Linked DNA regions of Hordeum vulgare: all the other regions are linked to region 1. The links are chromatin contacts, called in public Hi-C maps. All regions are on one chromosome and are shown on one strand. The core of a region is the stretch at or near the end of the contact, and the rest is flanking DNA. Distances in the headings are between cores, read along the strand shown. Region 1 holds the start of LOC123448904 (mitochondrial succinate-fumarate transporter 1). Region 2 has its middle 140 kb from the start of LOC123448909. Region 3 holds the start of LOC123448906.

Evidence for each region. Hi-C and Micro-C count contacts between places; a contact is called where the count stands out from the background.
Region 2: a Hi-C map of leaf shows a contact between it and region 1, with 4 times the contacts expected there. The contact joins the enhancer-like site here to the promoter of LOC123448904 in region 1. A contact is called at or near these places in 2 of 6 Hi-C or Micro-C datasets (leaf and seedling).
Region 3: a Hi-C map of seedling shows a contact between it and region 1, with 2.4 times the contacts expected there. The contact joins the promoter of LOC123448906 here to the promoter of LOC123448904 in region 1. A contact is called at or near these places in 3 of 6 Hi-C or Micro-C datasets (leaf and seedling) and 1 of 1 datasets of contacts at active chromatin or transcription factors (embryo).

The regions. Positions count from the first base shown.
Region 1 is chr4H:449,868,724-449,871,326 of MorexV3_pseudomolecules_assembly, reverse strand. It overlaps LOC123448904 (mitochondrial succinate-fumarate transporter 1), which reads left to right and starts at 1,308. Exons shown (of 2, transcript XM_045125939.1): 1 at 1,308-1,827. The coding sequence starts at 1,399.
Region 2 is chr4H:450,373,526-450,376,128 of MorexV3_pseudomolecules_assembly, reverse strand. No RefSeq gene overlaps it. Among protein-coding and RNA genes, the nearest start is that of LOC123448909, 140 kb to the right of the region's middle. Within about 2 kb of position 1,323, at least 2 of the 3 cell types and tissues checked have open chromatin away from gene starts, as enhancers often do. A contact at or near this core is called in leaf, where this site is marked.
Region 3 is chr4H:450,186,871-450,189,473 of MorexV3_pseudomolecules_assembly, reverse strand. LOC123448906 reads right to left here and starts at 1,307. Exons shown (of 2, transcript XM_045125940.1): 1 at 438-1,307; 2 at 49-323. The coding sequence starts at 780. The coding sequence ends at 103.

The DNA.
Region 1 (2,603 bases), core at 59-2,558:
CACGCGCACGGGCGTGCACACACACACACAGAGGGAGAGAGAGAGAGGAATCCACCTAGGAGAATGACATGGTCACACTACTATTGCAGAGGTGGAGGTGTTTGTATATAGCTCACAGGTACAACCACGCAAGCAAAGACCAACTCTACAAAAGCCCTTTGTTATAGAAAGGTGAAGTAACCACTGACATGCGGTTGTTAAACGTCCATCAGTGCTGACCATTCCTTGTCAGCTAAATTGGAGTACAATTAACCCCCTATCCATGAGGATGTAACATATGGGTCGTCGTCTCATGAGCCAATCACACCGTTGGCCAAAAGAACTCCCACTAGTGGTGATGGTACCGACTCTGATAAGGTGTGTGTGGTGCTCGTCGGTGATGTGACAAAAACAACATATGTTCATGTAGTGGTGACGATGACATCTCCCATGAATATAGAATCCATTAGCTATCCTCTGAATCATTTCTATTTATGGGTAGTTGTGTGTGGTTGCCGAGAGCAAGATCACCTGTCAGTAGAGGTCGGTCGACAAAGGGTATTTTTCAAGAATGTGTTCTAACCTCAAGTGCATATGATGCATGCCATCTAGTCCAAATAGACACAAAAGGACCATCTGATATCTATTTTTACATGAACTTTCTCCTATTTATATTGTCTATCCTTTATAATATGATTTGGCTATTTTGTTTCTTAAACCGTGGGAAATACTTACTGCTACTGTTCTGCATCACCATTTTCTCTTAAAGGGAAAAACCAACGCAAGCTCAAGAGGTAGCACCAGTCAGAAACTCAGCAGGTCAGCCAGTCATGTAGGCCCATACCAGACGACATGGTCCCTGACGTCTCCAGTGCAACCCAGACGTCAGGGACGTTGACGTCACGTAAAGAGGTTAGATTTGAAATTATTTTTAAATAAAGGTCAAAACTGTATATTTTTTATTCAAAAGGTTAAAACACAAAATTTACCGCCGAGAGAAACAAAAACCAGACGAAATAGCGACCGTTCGACGATTCGCCGCCCACGGACCCCAAATCAATCGAGCCTGTTCCGTGCACTCCTCCGGGCCGTGTAGGTGCAGACTCCTTGCCGAATTGGTGTCTGACCTGTGGGTCCAAGCACGCGCGGCAACAGTTACGCTTCCGCTACAACGCCCTGGTCCCGGTGGGCCGTTCTTTTTTTCCTTTGTCATCATAGACCAAACCCTGACGGCTGACGTGTCCCGGGACAACTACGTGCCCTTCTTCGTCCCTGTCTCTCGCCGATTCCATATAACCAGCGCCGCTCCTTTTCGGATCCCCCGCACAAAAGTGGGTGAAAAAGAGCAACCGAGCAACAATCCAAGACCCTCTTCCCCGCCGCGCCTGCCACCCGCTAAGGCCCGCCTATCGGACCCGAATGGCATCGCCCCCTTCCCCGCCGCCGCGGGCCGAGGAGCCGCGCAACGGCGGCGGAGGCAGGGCGCCGATCCCGCCCTACGTGAAGGCGGCGGCGGGGTCGCTCGGCGGCGTCATGGAGGCGTGCTGCCTGCAGCCGATCGACGTCGTCAAGACCAGGCTGCAGCTCGACCGCGCGGGGGCCTACCGCGGCATCGCGCACTGCGGCACCACCGTCGCGCGCGCCGAGGGCGTGCCGGCGCTCTGGAAGGGCCTCACGCCCTTCGCCACCCACCTCACGCTCAAGTACGCGCTCCGCCTCGGCTCCAATGCCATGCTGCAGTCCGCCTTCAAGGACCCCGTCACCGGCAAGGTCTCCGCGCAGGGACGACTCGCCTCCGGGTTCGGCGCCGGCGTCCTCGAGGCCCTCGTCATCGTCACCCCATTCGAGGTCAGATTGCACATCTCTCCTCTTCTTCTTACTTCTTGTATACATACTTAGTATATGGTACTACTGCTATGAGTTCCCAGATCGTTCGTGCTTCCTGTCCGTGAGTACGATGTGTTCACGTCTTTTGTTCGCAGTATATAATCTGCACAGCTCTAGACGATTCCTTGCCGGGATCTTAAAGTGTAGTTTTATCGCTGTAAAAATTGCATCGTTGATGTATAAATGTAAATAACGAAAACATAAACCAGATCCCGGCAGCTATTCAAATATTCAATCTTGTGTCTGCATGATGTTGATGCATTTCTGACAACCTGTCCGTTGGGATTAAAACATGAAAGCTCTGTGATTTGCGGTCCAATTGTGGTCTGCTACTTAGTAACATGCGCAAGGAAGTGGTGAGGCATTTGTCTACCTACCCTGCTTATAGAATGCTGTCAAATACGTTTGACCCAGAAGCACCTGCTACTCGTGTTAATGCTGTCCTTGTTGGCATTCGGCTGCCCGCTACAATGCTGTTAACTGTATTTGACCGGGAATGATGAGTAGTTGTGGCATCTTTAGTACTATCAGCTGTTTTTTTTCCTGACGGATGGAACCCACGGGCCCTGATTTCATTCAGAAATTAGAGAAGTATCACACACACTCCAACCAGACCCAGGGCTGGATACAAACCATCCAGACCCTGCAAAGCTAAAAGCACTGCACCTACAAGCTTAAACTGAAAACAGCATTCAGGATTTCAGGTAGAAACAAATGGCACGGCTAGTTGCTGTTTA
Region 2 (2,603 bases), core at 74-2,573, 500 kb before region 1:
AGTTTTTTTAATAAGTCACCTTCCTTATTCAGCTGGACTTCTGAACTATTGATGAAATAATTAATTTAAAAGGCTCAATAAATTTAGGAAACAGCTTCCTTTTTTTAAGTTAGGGAGAGGTAGTTTATTTTGTTAAGCCACCCAAAAGAACTGGTCCTAAGAATGTGTATTCCAAACTTCAATGGTTTATAATTTTATTTTGCGGCCTTTTGCATAAATGATTATAGCACCAACTTATGCACCTGTAATATATAAATGACTATAGCACCAAGTTATGCAATCTGTAATGTATAAAAGATAAAACATAGAATCCTGAATGGTATATTAGGTTCATATAATTGATCATAAGTTGATTTTTGTTTTACCGAGGATCATAACTTATAATTGTTCGACATATGAAATGACTAATCAAAGTGGCAACATCTAATAGAAACCGAGGGTATATTCTGTTTTACTAATACCAATTCATCCTAAATAAATCCACACCAATACTACTAATACCAATGCCTCAAAAATAAAAGTTTATTTTGCAGGTGAAATAAAATAATATTTTACCAACAAACAACTCTGAGGCTGGTTGTAATGGTGAGTATCATGTACTAGTATCATGCATATGATACTAGTGTGTGATACTACATCCGTAATGCGTAGTATCATGTGCTAGTATCATAGAAGAGTTTATTTATTGTCATGCATGACACATAGTAGCACAATATTTAATATGATACGGTATCATAATATGATACTCAATCATCTCTTTCTTTATTTCATTTCATGCCATCTCATCAAATATGACTACTCCCTCCGTTCCTAAATATAAGTTTTTTAAGCGATTTCACTAAGGGTCTACATACGGAGCAAAATGATTGAATCTATACTCTAAAGTATGTCTATATACATCCGTATGTAGTCCACTAGTGAAATCTTTACAAAAACTTATATTTAGGAACGGAGGGAGTAGTTGGCATGCATGATACTACTTATAATACTTTCGTTACGACCAGCCTGGTGCACCTCCATAGAATTGAATCGTAGACAACAATCCAGGAATTATCCAAAAGGATGTAATGAGATCACATTAGATGGATAGAAAACAATATAAAAAAAATGTATCTGAAAAACTCGATGTGTTGACTCAATCTCCATGTCGGATCCATGCGCAGCACCGTCACGTGCTGCCCCGCCACCACAACAGGCAATAGATGCCCCTGCCGTGGTGGGAAATTTGAGTCTCGGAGCATCTGATCGATGGGTCAGGGCTGACGTACAATAGGGAAATACCTATATCTCATTTACAGCGAGTAGACGGGAGCTCCTATACAGCGCCTTAAGCGCTGGTCTCGCAAACTGACGCCTGCAGAGCTCCTTCTCATGGGCCGGCCCATGTTAAATGTGTTGTTCCTTAAAAAAGTTCACCGATTTTCAAAATATATTTATGTATTTTTTAAAAGTTTAAAGAATTCGAAAAAATATTGATTTTCAAAAAAAGTTCACCAGTTTTTCAAACAGTTCACTGATTTATAAAAAAACACGAATTTTAAATTATGTTCTCCGACTTTCAAAAATGTTCCGTTTTCAAAAAATAAATCAGCGACTTTTAGAAAATTTCATTGATTTGGAAAAAAGTTCACGGGCTAAAATACAGATCGGATCTCTAAACGGGCCGGGCCATGCGAAGTGCTGCAGGCGCCGGTTAGCAAAATTTGCCTTTAACCGGCGCCTCTGACGCTAAATAGGGTTTCTCCTTCTGTCTCGCCTGAAACTTTTCTCCAATTTTGTAGCTACTGAGCCGGCCCATTTGGTTCTTCACGTGAAACGAGCGAGGCGACTTTCCATGGTTGAGGTTTGATACAGATTTATTTTTATTCTTATTTTCGTTTTATTTTAGTTTTCATTTCTGCCTTCTCTGTTCCTTCAACGGTTTTCTTCATTTTTCTGTTTTTCTTCATTTTCCACATGTTTTTTTGGTTGAGGTAGTCATCTTTTTTTGTTCATTTTCTTTGTATCTTTCTTGGTTTTTTTCCTTTTCTTTATTTCTTTCTTCATTTTTGTTTCTTTCTTTCTTGGTTTTCGTCAGTTTTCTTCCTTCTTCATTTTTTATTTCTCCGTTTACTCATTTTTCATTTTATTACTTTTATTTGATTCAATTTTTATACATGTTTAACATTTTTAAATACATAACTAATACTGTATGAAAACTTATATTTTTATGTCTAGTTTTCTCCATACACATTGTACATTTTTGGTATATATTCATAACATTTTATGTTCCATGTCTAACATTTTTTTTGATATATAACTAATTTTTTAATAGATAGTCAACATTTTCCAATGCACCGTGAGCATTTTTTTAACATTTTTCAATACACTCTGAACATTTTTGCACGAACATGTACATTTTTTGTATACGTTAGGAAAAATTTTATATACATGTTTAAACGCAAAATCAACTTTCTAAAAAATATATGTTTCTATGCATAATTTTACTTATTTTAGATCCTCCCTTTTTCGTATAGACCAGGAACATTTCTTCATACTTATTTAATATTTTTACAATACATGGTCAACATTTTTTTCATACACATTGTATCTTTTTGTATATA
Region 3 (2,603 bases), core at 58-2,557, 320 kb before region 1:
GGACTTATAAGTCCCTGTAAACAAACAGATAGGGACTTATGACTTATAAGTTGGAACTTAAAAAAGTTCTAGGAATTATGAAACAAACAAAGCCTAAAAGTGTCAGATAAGAAACCGGTGCCTATCCCGGCCAAAACGAGTGCAGAGCAGAGTAGTAAATGCCTCCCAGTCGAATTCCGCGAGGCAGTTATGGAGCGATTGCAACCAAATGGCTGCAGCTCCGGTGAAGTTGAGTGACGCCATGGGCACCCAAAAAGAGGGGTGAATTCCAAACATAGCAAAATATTGTTCACATAGAGTTTTCCACAATTTGGTGTTCTCTCCTGCGAACGGCGAAAAAGCAACCGAAGGGTGAGCTTGACCCAGACCAGCGAGCAACTAACTTGTGTGAGATAAGGGGGACGGAAGGAGCACGGACGACTGGAGAGGAGACTGACCAGTGTCCGGGAGTGGTACTGGCGGGTGCGGACAACACCTGCTCCCGATGGAGAGTGGTGTTGCCATGGTCCACAGACCCGTGAGGCACCTCACGCACGCTGGGACCGATATCGGTGAGGCCACCGCCCCCTGTGATGGAGGGATTGAGACGTAGGGTCCCGATGGATGCCGCACCGAGCGCCACAGCCGCACACGCGCGCCCTTGTTGTTGATTGGCCTCCGCAATGCCAAGATCAGCGACCCGATGCTACAGATCGGGCCGCCACGAGAGCAGATCGTCGATTTTGGCGGTGTTGGCGTGGACAGCCGCCGTGTTATTGCAGAGCTCGAGGCAGAACTCATCCATGGAGGACGTGATCTTCTCCATGTACTCCTTCATGGTGGGATCCATGGCCTCGATTTGAGCCCGAGCTTGTCGGACGCGGCGAGTTTCGATGAACTGCGCTAGCGCGCGCGGGTGGATCTCTGATACCAAACTGGGTGTTAGGTACACGGTGTGGATCTCTCAACTAGCTATTAGATGTTCCAGATTGTAGGAGTAGTCTCGATTATAGACGGTTACAAGGGAGAAAGAAGAGGATCAGGGGAGAGAGGAAGGAAGGATGCCGCCGCCGGTTGGCCGTGATTCACCTGGATACTCTGTCTTCCCCTCGCTTGGACTTAAGTACTCTCGCCTCAGCTTGACTTGGTCTACTCAGGCCAGCTGGACCTTGGGTTGGGTTTGGGAGTGCGTCGTGGGCGCTCGTCCCGTCTCGTTATGCCGCTTGGTGGGGCCGGCATGTCAGGGGCGCTAACATGGGCCCTCCCACCTCCTCTGTGGTGGCGTCGTAGCAGAGGCCGTCCTCTCCGAGCTACAGTCATGGCTACATGATTTCGGCCTCGATTGGTTCTTGGTGGTGCTCCCGAGCGGCGTCTCCTTTTTGCGGCGCGCCGACCTGGTGTCAAGGCTCGTGTTTGAGACCCAAGATGGCTCCTGCTGGTGCGGACGGCAGCCGTGGCCCCGTGTTCTTCTGTGCCCTCGGGTCGTCGGTCGTCCTGTGTCGGTGCTGCTCTGGGCCCGGTGCTTCGTAGACTGCATTCTCCAGCTTGCCGGTGTGACAGCCACGGCTCTGACAATCTGGATCTACATCTCTCCAGTTTCGGGCTCGTCGACGTCATCAACACACTCCTATGCTTCGCCGCCTCCCCAACCCAACCCTAGTGACATCCTGCCTCGTCCCCACGCCACATGCAAGGCTCGCGTGTCCGGCGACGTCGGTGCCTCTGTGCGGCTCCTCTTCTTGTCGTGTCGGTTTCGACCAACATTTGATTTCCACGCCTCCTTATCATGATCCGATGGCCATGGGATTGCTCACACTCGGGCGGGGGCTAAATCCCTGCTTCGCTTGCCTATGCTCGTAGCGGCGACGCCTGCGAGTGACGTTCCCTCCTTAGAAGCGCTGCCATGCCCCCTTTTTGCGCCCCACTTCGAGCACCCGTGAAACCCTAGGTCTGATTCCTCTAAGATATCATTTTGTTGGCTCACGGTGATGGGTTACCTATTAAGGATAGGATCATGGACCTGCCATTCAGGGCCCACCAAGGACCCTATACAAACATTAAAGTCCTAAAGCTACCGATACAATTCAGGTTTCACTCGGACATATGGAGTCACTCGGCCAACCTCCAGTCATTCGGATACACACCAACATTCGGACCTGGGCAAGGCATGGACAACGAAAGGACTGCAACAGCTAAGGGACTTTACATCTCACATGAAGTGTTGTCAAGACTAACGTAACCTGTAACGCCCCTAGTTAAGGCAACATATTCTAGTAACACATGTAGTTACTCTCATTTAATGCCTAAGAATGGCGCTCGGTAGGTCGTGACACACTCTATATAAGCCGCACCCGAACTCCTAGAAAAGTGTTAAGCACCCCGTGTATTCACACCCCTCATAAGCAACACCAAGGGTGTGTTTGGTTGGGGAACGAGGTGGAACGGAATGGAATGGTTCCATGACATTCCATTCCACTAGAATGGGTCGGTTACGTTCATATGTTTGGTTGAAACAATAGATGGAATGGAATTGTTATATTTGAGCGTTTGGTTGGTGGGACGGACCAGCAGCTCGGGCCGCCGCCAAGCACCAAGAGCTCGGCCGTTCGCCGCCGCGAGGCCCC